Linked DNA regions of Mus musculus: region 2 is linked to region 1. Evidence: chromatin contacts called from public HiChIP or PLAC-seq data. All regions are on one chromosome and are shown on one strand. The core of a region is the stretch at or near the end of the contact, and the rest is flanking DNA. Distances in the headings are between cores, read along the strand shown.

Region 1 (6,128 bases), core at 3,467-5,966:
GTGGGTGCTGGGAACCAAGCCAGAGTCCACTGTCTGAGCAGTCAGTGCTTTTAATTACTGAGCCATTTCTCCAGCCCCTCATTTTTCTATTTTTTATTCTACTGTTTCATTTATGAAAACCACTTCTGCGTTTTTTTAGTTGTCTCTTCATTACCTCCAAGATAAATCCATGTGGGTTAGACGTGGTTTGCTGAGTTCTTATTCTTTACCTTCCACGTCTGGATTCCTTTTAGTTAATCTTGACTCCAGTCATTCTTGATTCCCAGTGTGACCTGTTTAGAGAGAGAAGAATTGTTTTTAGCTATGTAACATTGGAGCTTAGGCATGGGTGGTTACAGGGAATCTTGGCTGAGGGAATTGGAAGGGGAGGGAGGATTAGCTGATGAAATGGGTAAGAACTATGATCATGAGCTTATGTTGATAAATAGAAAATAACCAGTAGCTGCCTCATAATTGTTCCTCAGTCTCCCATGGCCACACATCTGTGTGGGTCCTGGGGATCCACACTCAGGTCCTCGCGCTTATGGCGAGGGCTGTACCCAGGGGGCCTTCTCCCCAGCTGTGGAGCATTTGCTTAATTACCAGAAACGTCGTATGAAACTGGTACTCAGAGTGAAGTCATAAGTGTGTGTTTGCGTATATAATTTTATAAAGAAATGCTCTTTTAACGTACGTGCCACCTAATTTATGTGTATGTGTTTCAGTACAGTTTCTGTGTGTTTGAATTTGCCAATTTAAAGTGCTACATGCATTCACGTGAAGGTACTTCACCTTGCTAATGCACTAGGTATGTATTGTTGACACCCACCCCTCCCACCCCTTGTTTTTGGCCATATGGATGGACACACAGACAGAACTGTCACGGGCTCCAGGGATTTAAGCCCTCAAATTTTACCTGGCAACCATTTCAGCATGTAACAGGGACACATGAACGCAGCTTTACAGCAAAGTCTTTTTCCTTCCTTTCTGTCACCCACTTGCTGTTTCTTGCCCATTATCTCTTAAAAAAAAAATGGTTCAGAGAAGTGACCCTGTTGGTAGCTTCCTACCTGCAGAGTCCTGCCAATCCTAGTAGTATTACGTAATCACAAAAACCTTTTTTTGCATGGTGTCATATGATATTGTGTATATGTTCTCCCACTCACATGTCTTTAGAGTAGTTTCTTTCCATCTGGTATTGGAATGAGCTCTTTGTTAGGTTATTTTTAAACCTTCCAGCTTTCTTGGCATTCTCAAAACTCAAAATAACACAATTGCTCTGGGAGGCGAGAACATCCACATAGTCTATTAGTAGCTTTTTCAGTGGAAATGGAAGCAGTATTTTGTTTTTAAAATCATACCCTATGTTCCTTACGGGCAAAACATGCATTTTATGTTTCCATAGTCTCCAATAAATTTTGTAAGGTAGAGAAAAGTCAGTTGTTACCAAGTAGATAAAATGAAAGGAGACATACTTTGGGCAAGGAGATGATTCCAGAGATATTTTTTTCTTTGAAGGTTTATTGGTTTATTGTAGCATTGCATGCTCTTTGCCAGGTATAGCATATGATCCTGGTACTCACAGTAAGGCTGTCAGCTTCTAGAAAGCACAGGTTAGTAGTACTATTGCCCTGACTGCCCTTTAGATACGGTTTAGTGTATTAACTAGACCTATGACAGGATGCATAAGGTGATGTGAATGTTACGATAATTAAGATTTAAGTCTGTGCTATAATTTTGTTTCTAGATTCTTATATCCTTCCTTCCTTCCTTCCTTCCTTCCTTCCTTCCTTCCTTCCTTCCTTCCTCTATCCTGTATATCTTCTTAGAAAGTTGGAGAAGTTCTAGCACTTTATACTCCCAAAATGTGTATGTGTGGGTGCATGTATAGGGGTCCAAGACAACACTGTGGAGTCAGTTCTCTCCTTTTTCCACCTTTATGTAGTTTCCAGGAATTGAACTCATGTTGCCAGACTTGCATGCAACTTGCTGAGCCATCTCAGCAGTGGTAGTTAGACTTTTAAATGTAAATATCTCGGTCACATTTCCTTTAATCTGGAACAGGATTTACCTGTGTACTTTGATAAGTCTTGGTGCCAGCTGGTTGTAGAATGTTCTATTCTGAATGTACTTGATTGTTCCCTTGAGGCTTTGTTTAATTTGTTCTTCTCTTTGTTTTATTTCCTATAAACTGGAAATTTATCTCTGTAGGTTTGATTAGACATAGGTTAAATATTTTGGCAAGACTTTAGCGTGACATTGTGTTCCTCGTTTTGCATCACATTGGAAAGTTCATAATGTCAGGCTGTCCCACAATTAATGCTGCTAATTTTGGTCACCTAGTTAAAGTAGTAACCCACAGATTTCTGTGTAGTGGTTAATGTTTTTAGTATTTGTGGAGGAACGTTGGCATTGTGAATATCCTGTTTCCAATTACCTTTTCCCATTGGCTTTAGCCATCCATGGATCCTTGGGGGTTACATATGTTGTTAGCTCTTGAAAATGAATCTAAAGATTTAAATTAGGAAAGAAGAGAAAGATAATGAGCTCCCGTTGTTGGTCTAATGCTCAGGTTTTTCCCATTTGTGCTAAATCTGACTTCTTATATTCCCCCAACCCCGATTTGTTCCTAAAATTAGGCTTACAGGATTATATTTTATTTGGAGTGGAACATAACCACTGGGATTCCTAACATGTGGGCCTCCATGGTCTCAAGATGTGGCAAAAGACTGAGACTCCTGGAAGGATTTTGACTGGGCTCTTGGAAGGATTTTGAGGGCAGGAAGGGTATTACTCATTAATTTACTGCATATTGTCTAGGATGAGCAGGGTCCTGTGAGTATATGTGATTGTAAAAGAATGTAGAGGGCGTGAGCCTGCCCGAAAGGAGTCCAGAGATCTGGTATTAGTAGTAGGACTAGAAGTGTAAGAGTGACTTTGTTGTGTGTGGAAAAGCACATACTTATAGAAAAAGCAGAGTCAGCCTGTGGTAACTAGCCTAGGTCTTGGCTGTCCTACTCTCTCAGCCTATCACCAGCAGTGTTTACTGGAGCCTGCTCAGTGTGCCAGGTAAACAGTGTCAGTGCTCACTGCTAGCTTACCTGGTTCAGGCTTTGTGCTTTATACTTTGTAGATATAGTGTAGACGTTCGAGTACAGCTTTGGGGTGCAATGCTTTGTTTTAAATTCCACTTATGCCACTCTAAGTCGTGGCCATGGGCAGGTTAACTCACATCTGTGATAATTAATTCATTCTATAATGGTAGGGATGTTCTATACCTTTAATGTTATGGTGATTAGATGAGTTAAATATAGGAAGTCAAATGTGAATTTTTTTTTTTTCTCTTGAGGTGCTGGTGCATGCTAGGCTAGCTTCCTACTGTGAGCCACATCCTTAGGTGTCTGTGAAATACTTAGACACCAGATGCCTGGCTGTCATGATGATTTTCATAGTTAAGCCTCACCCCAGGTTACTGGAGTGTTATTAATCTCAATTCACAGTTTAGGTAACAAGTTAAAAGCTAAGTAGCTTGTCCAGAATCACACAATTGAAAATTGGCATTCAGAGTGATGAGACCTTACTGAGACCCTTTTGCTTGTCGGGGGTAAGAGCTTTGGATGTAAACCTTCTGTCAAAGCTGATGAGTTCTCTATAACTGTTGTCTTGTGAAAGTCCTTTTCTAAAGCTGTATTTGTGTGTGTGTAAAATGAGGATAATCATATTTTAGGAAATATATGCATAGTATGTGCCTATCATACAGATTTTATCAAAGGGAAAAGAGAAGAAGTGACATTTGTTTAATGTGGCTGGCTCTCCTTCCCCCTCCCTCTCTTCCTTCTTTCCTGGCAGTCTCATGTACCCCCAGGCTAGCCTTGAAACTTGCTATGTAGTTGAGGGTGACTTTGAACTTGTGACTCTGTTGCCTGCATCTCTGAAATGTTGGGATTGCAGATGTTTGCAGTCACTCTAGGTGCTCTTAAATACACACACACACACACACACACACATACATATATATATATATATATATATTGTTTTTTGTTTTTTTTTTTAGACAGTTTCTCTGTGTAACATAGCCTGGCTGTGCTGGACTAGGTTTTGTTTGTGTAGCCCTGGCTGTCTTAGAACTCACTCTGTAGACCAGGCTAGCCTCCAACTCACAGAGATCCACCTGCCTCTGTTTCCCCTGTGCTGGAATTAAAGGCATGCACCACCATCACCCAGCTCCTGCTAAGTATCTCTGATTAATTTTTACTATTGTAGTCGTGTGTATGTGTGTGTGTGTGTGTGTGTGTGTGTACACAGATGTGTATGATGTTTGCTTGTGTGGAGGCCAGAGGCAAACTGTGGCATAGTTCTCTTCTTTATATGGTTCTAGGGATTGAAGTCAGGTTGCTAGGCTTGTGTAGCTCACCTACCCTCCGAGCCTTTGTATTTTTATACCTTACTTGTACCCTTGTCTACTGAAATTGGATGTCTTTGGGTCTGTATAATGGTTGTATGCAAATATGTAATGCAGTTTTGTCCAGTGTCGATCTTTGGGTTTGATTCAGACTCACACTGTAAATTTTTTAAGTTTTTATTTGCATGTTAGCCTGTGTGTGAGTGTTCTGAAGACCCATTTCACAGCAAGTCTGGGTTTATAGCGTCATTTCCGGCTTGGTAGGACACAGTCTTGTGGTTGGTGTCCCCATTGTTGCTTTTATCTTTTGAAGCAGATGTGAAAGTAAACACACACTTGACAAACAGGAAGAGGTTTGCTCTGGGAGGGTGGCTTTTAAGGCAGCCTTTAGACAAACTGCCCGAAATCGGAAGAGTCTTGAATCTTTTTAGAAAGAAATAGTACCTCATTTTTGTGAAGTATATATTTAAAAAAATGCATTTAACCAAAATGATGACTGTACATATGTTTGTGCTTTTTATACATTTGGGGGAAGTATTATGTTCCTGTTTTCCTTTGAAAAAGAATACTGACGCATGCTTTTCTTCCTAGTGCCGAGTATCAAACTCAGGCCTCACTGAGCATGCTGCCTGCCCTCTGATCCTGATCCTGGCTTCTCTTTCTATTTGGAGGAACTTTCAACAGAGAGTTGTGGACATTTTTGGCTCTTTATGACATCTATCCTAGTAACATTGTACTTTGGGTTTTCGTTCTTAAGATAGGGAACAACACATGAATGCTCTGTAGACCAGGCTTGCCTCAAAATCATAGAGATCTTTCTGCCTCTCACTCCACAGTGCTGGGATCAGAGCTTTGTGCCAGCCACCACACCCAGCCTAAAGTTTTTCATGAGTGTGTGGGGTGTGTGTGTGTGTGTTTGTGTGTGTGTCCATGCACATGTGTATGGAGGCCCAAAGTTGACTTTGCACATCTTTGATCACACTCTACTTCCTTTGTTGAGTCAGAGTCTCTTGTTGAACCCAGAGCTAGCCAGTTCTAGTTAGTCAGCTAGCTAGTCATCGTAGAGATTCCTTGTGCCTGCCACCTGAGTGCTTAAATTACAGGTGGCTGTCACACCTGCCTTGCCGCCCTTTTATGTGGGTTCTAGGGATCTGAAGTCATGTCCTCATGCTTGCTTGGCAAGCACTTTGTCCACTTCCACAAAGAATTTGTATTGCTTTGTTGAAAATCTCCCTGCCTTCCTCCTTTCTTCTCCTTTATCTTCTTTCCCATACTTTCCAACTAGTAGTCCTTTGAGGATACACTTGTTGTCTTGTTTTTTGAAGCAGGGTCTCTCTATTCATCTCTGGCTGTCCTGGAACTCACTATTGATCAGAGGTCGACCTGCCTGTGCCTCCAGACTGCTGCAATGAAAGGAGCATGTACCACACCCATCAGGATTTTGAGGGCAATGTGATGTTGGAGCCAGACCTAGTTTTTTAGTAATATTATGTTTTGCTAGGAAAAAAAAACATTTTCTATCATACTAAATAAAATGAATTATCCAGACTTTTATGTGGGACAGAGTAATTGGAGATCATAGTAAGGGCTTTTGTTCCTAAAGATCCTCCTTCCTCTGGGGAGTTCCTTGCTGACCTCAGGGAGTATGGCTTTCTCTTTCTTTTTCTGTCCCAGAGGAGAGCCTTCTCTTAATACTCAGGCAGAACACAGCTGAGACCAGCCTGGAACATTCTGTTCCCATCTTACA
Region 2 (6,190 bases), core at 470-2,969, 140 kb before region 1:
CTCTCCTGTTCACTCTAACCCCTCAATCAGCTCTCCAGCTCCTCCCAGTGCTGACTCCCAGTCTGCCGGCTTAGCCTGGCAGCCATGGATGATGTTGCTGGTACATTGATCCTTTGTGCATTTGAACCCTGGCAAGGCATCTTTCTTGACATGGAGGGGCACTGTAGCTCTAGTACTTGGGAGATGTAGGGGGATCATGAATTTGACTGAAGCCAGCCTGGGCTACATAATGAAGGCTGCTAGGAGAAGACTGGCTTCCAGGCAGCTATGACAAGCCCATGCCCACAGTGTCACATCTACTTCAACACGGTCACATCTCCTAATAGTGCTACTCCCTGGGCCAAGTATATACAAACCATCACAGGTCAATACATTTAGACAGACCAAATCTGTCTCCTGAACGCTGCAGTGTTCCACTGTCCCCATGGCTATGTCATTAGCCATTTTATTCATGTCTGTGTCCCAACCCCAAATTTTTCCCTGATCTGTTCCACCTCATTAATAACCAATTTGTCCATCTATGTCTACGCTGCTGGTTTTATGCCAGCTGGACACAAGCTAGAGTCATCTGATGGAAAAAAAAATGTTCCCCTAAAGTCAGGCTGGAGGCAAGCCTGTAAGGCATTTTTCTTAACTAGTGATGGGTTGGGGAGGGCCCAGCTCATTGTGGGTGATGCCATCCCTGGGCTGGGGGTCCTGGATTCTATTTTGTATCACTACCTGCCTCTGGGTTCCTGCCTTGACTTTCATCAACAATGATCTGTAAGCCTCTCTGTCTTAGGGTTTTATTGCTGTGAATAGACACCATGACCACTGCAAGCCTTCTACTGGAAAACATTCAATGGGGGCTGCCTTATGGCTGGAGGGGTTTCATGCATTATACTCATGGCAGGAAGGCAGACATGGTGCTGGAGAAGTAGCTGAGAGTTCTACATCTGGATCCGGCAGCAGGAAGAGAGAGATACTGCTCGGCTTGGCTTGAGCCTCTGAAACCTCAAAGCCTTTCTCCCATCCCTTCCTCCAATAAAGCCACACTTACTTCTACAAGGCCACACCTCCCATTAGTGCCACTCCCTTCATACTGTGCAAGTGTGGGGCTCTGAGTTCGAATTTCAGCGCCTGTGTAAAAGACCAGACGTGGTTGAATGTGCTTTTTCTGGAGAAGCAGAGACAGATGGCGCTCTCAATCTTGCTGACCAGCCTAGCTAAATTGGTAAGCCTCAGGCCCCAGTGACTGTCTTAAAAACCAAAGTGGGGCCGGCAGTTTGGCTAAAGGTCCCTGTAGCCTGACATTGCAAGCCTGATGACTAGAGTTTAATTCCCAGAACCACATAAGGGTGGAAGGAGAGAATTTATCTACAAAAGCTGTTCTCTGACTTCCATATGTGTGTTGTGGTACATGAGTGATCCCATCTCTGTCTCTGTATTACACATCACACACACACACACACACAGAGGAACAAAAAGATTTTGAGTGTGTTGTGGTACATGAGTGATCCCGATCTCTGTCTCTGTATTACACATCTCACACACACGCACACGCGCGCGCACACACACACACACACACACAGAGGAACAAAAAGATTTTGAGTTTCCTGAACGCGAGAAACTGGGAACTGTAATACTCCACTATGCCAGTAGGTGGCACTAAAGTAGCATTTCTGAGCCAGCCTCTCAGCCTAGCCTTTGCAGTCTGAGATTTAGTAGCTTGACCAGTGTAGACAGTGTCGCTTAAGCAAATTTTCATTTAGTGACGTCATTATTGTGTGTATTGTGCCCATGAGTGCAGGCATGCAATTTTCAGGGGTTTCTCTCTTCCAGCATGTGATCCAGGCATGTAATTCAGGTAGTCAAAGCTCCGAGGAAGTGTTTCTAACCACCGAATTGTACAAATCCTCAGCCGTCTGTTCGGAGACTGTTTGTGCGTTTGTTTTTTGAGATAGGGTTTCTCTTTGTAGCTCTGTCTGTTTAGGAACTCTCTCTATAGACCAGGCTGGCCTCGAACGCAGGGATCAGCTTGCCTCTGCCTCCTGACTGCTGCGATTAAGCGTGTGCCACCACTGCCCGGCTCTGGGACTTTTAAGAAGAGACGCAGATTGGCCAGGAAGACTGTAACCCCAAAGGGCGATCAACTCTATAAGAAAACACGTGTTGTTCTGCCATTGGGAGCTGGAGAAAGGCAGGTTCCACTTGCTTGAGGCAGTTGGGGAAGGTTCACAGAGGTGAATGGGCTAGGGATATAGCAGAGTGCTTAAGGGGCCTAGAATTTGGGAGACCTTAATTGGTTGGAGGATATTGTAGGTCAAGAGAACGTACTCTTAGCCTGAATTTGGTGGCAGAGAAAGAGAAATGGAGGAAAAAGTCCTTCTGGTGAATATATATATATATATTTTTTTTTAAATTAAAGATTTATTTATTATATGTAAGTACACTGTAGCTGGCTTTAGACACTCCAGAAGAGGGCGCCAGATCTCATTACAGATGGTTGTTAGCCACCATGTGGTTGCCGGGAATTGAACTCAGGACGTTTGGAAGAGCTGTCAGTGCTCTTAACCGCTGAGCCATCTCTCCAGCCCCGAGAATATATTTTGAGTCTTATGTGCACTTGTGTCTCTGTGTGTTTTTGTATGCGTGCATGCGCACACGTACCGTGTTTGAGTGATGTGCACACCCGTATGTGCTCATGGAACAGGGTAGGGCACTGGGTGTCCTGTTCCATCACACTCTGTCTTACTTCACCTTATTTCTTTGAGACAGGGTATCTCACTTGGAGCTAGTGAGCCCCAAGGGTCCAAACTGGCCCCCACATCAGGCAATCCTTCTGTACTAGTCCTGAGCACTACGCTACTACACAGTTTATTTTTATGGTGCTCTAGAACGGACAGAAGCAATCTATGGTGACAGAGGATAGAAGATTGGTCCCAGCTAGACAGTGAGTGGGGGTGGGGCAGAGGGACCTCTCTGGAGTCTTGATCTGAGACAGCACCTGAACATGGGCAATGGTACCCAACATATGCTTCAGGCCGTGAGTTCAATCCCCATCGTTTGGAAGGAAAAAAAAAAACATTTGTTCAGGGTATATGTGATTTACTGCTTAGAAATTATATGGGGTGTGTGTGTGTGTGTGTGTGTGTGCTAGAGAAGTTTCTAGAAAGGAATAGTTTCATCCAGGCGGTGGTGGCGCATGCCTTTAATCCCAGCACTTGGGAGGCAGAGGCAGAGGCAGGTGGATTTCTGAGTTCGAGGCCAGCTTGGTCTACAAAGTGAGTTCCAGGACAGCCAGGGCTATACAGAGAAACCCTGTCTCAAAAGAAAAAAAAGAAAAGAAAAGAAGAGAAGAGAAAAGAAAAGAAAGGAATGGTTTCTTCTAGCTCAATATCAAGAATGACAGGGCAGACTCGTAGCGGGAGAAGGAACTGCAGGGGAGAGATTGAGGCAAAGCAGCTAATGGCGCGCGTGCACATTTAAATGCCCTGCAATGGAGTCGGAAATCATCAGGAAATGTCTTTGGAGAGTATTTGCTGTCTGTTTACAATGAAAAAAAAAAAAAGCCAACAATGTTGGAATTACATAATGGCACAGGTCGTGGTGAGCGAGGTGATTAAAAGTGTACCATGAGTGCTCTATTTAGGGGCCTTACTGCTGGCTCTCTGGCCCTTCATCCCCTTCAGCTAATGGGATTGCGAGCTGTTTTTCTGGTTCTTTTCTGTGGGAGGCGACTGGATGATGGGAGGGGGCGCCAATGGGGAGATGTCAAGTGGAACGATGAATCACTCTTCTGTCGGGCTATGGGGTTCACAGAGCACCCTGTGCACAGGACCTCACAGGGGTAGCATGCAGGAGGGAGGCGAGGAAGCCGTCGGGGCCACCAACACCATGGCTGCAACATAAATGATCCACAAACTGAGCCTGGGGATGGAGATGGTTATTCAGGTCACAAAGCCAAAGAGAAAGCTGGAGTGATGTCCAAAAAACAGGCTTCTCTGAGCCCCTGTACCGTAGGACGTGGTTCTGCAGAGCTTACTTGATTGATTGATTTATCTATTTATCTATTTATTTATTTTGACCCCTCCCCCCAAGACAGGTTTCTCTGTGTAGCCCTGGCTGTCCTGGATTTGCTTTGTAGACCAGGCTGACCTTGAATTCATTGAGATCCACCTGCCTCTGCCTCCCTAGTTCCGGGATTAAAGGCATATGCCATCACACCTGGCTAAGATTTGTTTTTTATTATTATATTTTATATGTATTTGTACAGGAGCCTGCAGAGGCCAGAAGAGGGTCTCCCATCCCCAGAATTGGAGTTGCAGAAGGTTGTGGGCCACTATATAGGTGCTGGAAACTGCCCCTGGGTTCTCTGATAGAGCAGCCAGTGCTCTTATCTTTAAGCCAATTCTCCAGCCTTAATTTTGCTTTCTGAGATATTAGGGATGAAAGCAAATGCTCTATTATTGTGCCCTGCTCCTACCCCCAAATTACCTATTTTACAGTTACATTTGAGCATGATCGTAACTTTTGATTTTTTAAAGATTTATTTGTTTATTTGTATGCATGTTTTGTTTGCCTGTACAACTATGTCTATGAAGAGGACATCAGATTTCATGGGACTCCAGTTATAGACTATTGTGAGCTGCCATGTAGGTGCTGGGAATTGAATCCAGGACCTGTAGACAAATATCCATGAAGTCTGTCTGTCTGTCTATCTATCTATCTATCTATCTATCTATCTATCTATCTATCTATCTATCTATCTATCTTTCTTTCTATCTATCTATCTATCTATCTATCTATCTATCTATCTATCTATCTATCTATCTCTAGATATCTATCACCTCCTAGTGCCATGCCTTCCTTGAGGGGCTCAGGTGTGAGGCCACAACAGTGTCCTGAACACAGCCACTTTCTGTGCCCTACAAAAACCAGCATGCCTGATGGCCGCGCACCCACCCTCCAAGGCCACCAGTCACTTTTATATCTGTAGGTGAGCCAGATGGCCTCCTATACCACCCCTCTATACCTTTATAATTATCTATCTATCTATCTATCTATCTATCTATCTATCTATCTATCTATCATCTATCTACTTATCTACCTACCTACTATCTGCTTGCCTGTGAATATATGTGCATATGTGGCATATGTGTATGTATACCTACTTGAGTATATGTGTATGTATTTATCTGTATGTATATATGTATGTATGTATACATACCTAAGTGAGTATATGTACATATGTGTATATATGTATCTGGACTCCTCCTGGAGGGTATCAGGTGTCCTCATCTCCCAGTGTCTATTCCTGAGGGTTCCATGAACCTGGAACTCCAGTTTTCTCCCCTAGGCTTGAAGCTCAGCTGAGTAGCAGGAGACCCGGGTACCCCGCCTGCCTCATGGGGGCTGGGGTCCCCAGGGTTCATGATTCATGTGCATTGCTGTCCTGCCTGCATGTATGTCTGTGTGAGGGTGTAAGATCCCCTGGAACTGGAATTATAGGCAGTTGTGAGCTGCCATGTGGGTGCTGGGAATTGAATCCAGGTCCTTTAGAAGGACAGCCAGTGTTCTTAACCACTGAGCCATCTCTCCAGTCCCCTATATACGTGTTTTTAATCCCTGCACTAGAACCATCAATCGGTAAGAACACCTTCCTCCTTTTTTTTTTTTTTTTTTAAGACAAGGTTTCTCTGTGTAGCCCTGGATATCCTGAAACTCACTCTGTAGATCAGGCTGCCTCAAACTCAAAGATCTGCCTGCCTCTATAGTGCTGAGATTAAGGTATGCGCCACCAATGCCACCACCATCTGGCCACCATTACATGTTTTTAATCTCTGAGCCATTTCTCCAGACCTTTTTTTTTTTTTTTTTTTTTTTTTTTTTTTTAAGGATCTCATTTTGCAGCTTAGGTTGGCTGGGAACTCTATAGCACAGGCTAGCCTCAAGCTTGACTTCCTTTTGCCTCAGCCTCCTGAGTGATGGATCACAGTTGTGTACCACTGTCTCGGAGTCACTCTTGGGAACTTTGTAAATGTCAGCTGCTCCTGCGAGACTCAGGAAGAAGAACTTTCAGGGAAGGGCTTTGATGACTGGGTTATCCATGGGGAAAGCCGCTGTGGAGTGGACGCTGGCCATCCACAGAGGAGTGTCCTCTGGCTGCCATCCATTTGCAAGCGCTAGACACCATGTGGGTAGCAAAAAA

Evidence for each region. HiChIP or PLAC-seq counts read pairs in DNA pulled down with a chosen protein or histone mark.
Region 2: a contact with region 1 is called in an H3K4me3 HiChIP or PLAC-seq map of bone marrow-derived macrophages, with 3 times the contacts expected there. The contact joins two enhancer-like sites. A contact is called at or near these places in 3 of 484 Hi-C or Micro-C datasets (the HL-1 cell line, embryonic stem cells and nephron progenitors), 4 of 115 datasets of contacts at active chromatin or transcription factors (bone marrow-derived macrophages, embryonic stem cells and microglia) and 2 of 9 other capture datasets (adipose tissue and pancreatic islet).

The regions. Positions count from the first base shown.
Region 1 is chr4:132,039,004-132,045,131 of GRCm38.p6, reverse strand. The region is part of intron 1 of Epb41 (erythrocyte membrane protein band 4.1); the gene reads left to right. Among named protein-coding and RNA genes, the nearest start is that of Gm36157, 7.5 kb to the left of the region's middle. Within about 2 kb of position 4,716, at least 148 of the 459 cell types and tissues checked have an H3K27ac peak or open chromatin away from gene starts, as enhancers often do. A contact at or near this core is called in bone marrow-derived macrophages, where this site is marked.
Region 2 is chr4:132,174,225-132,180,414 of GRCm38.p6, reverse strand. No RefSeq gene overlaps it. Among named protein-coding and RNA genes, the nearest start is that of Oprd1, 33 kb to the right of the region's middle. Within about 2 kb of position 1,719, at least 28 of the 459 cell types and tissues checked have an H3K27ac peak or open chromatin away from gene starts, as enhancers often do. A contact at or near this core is called in bone marrow-derived macrophages, where this site is marked.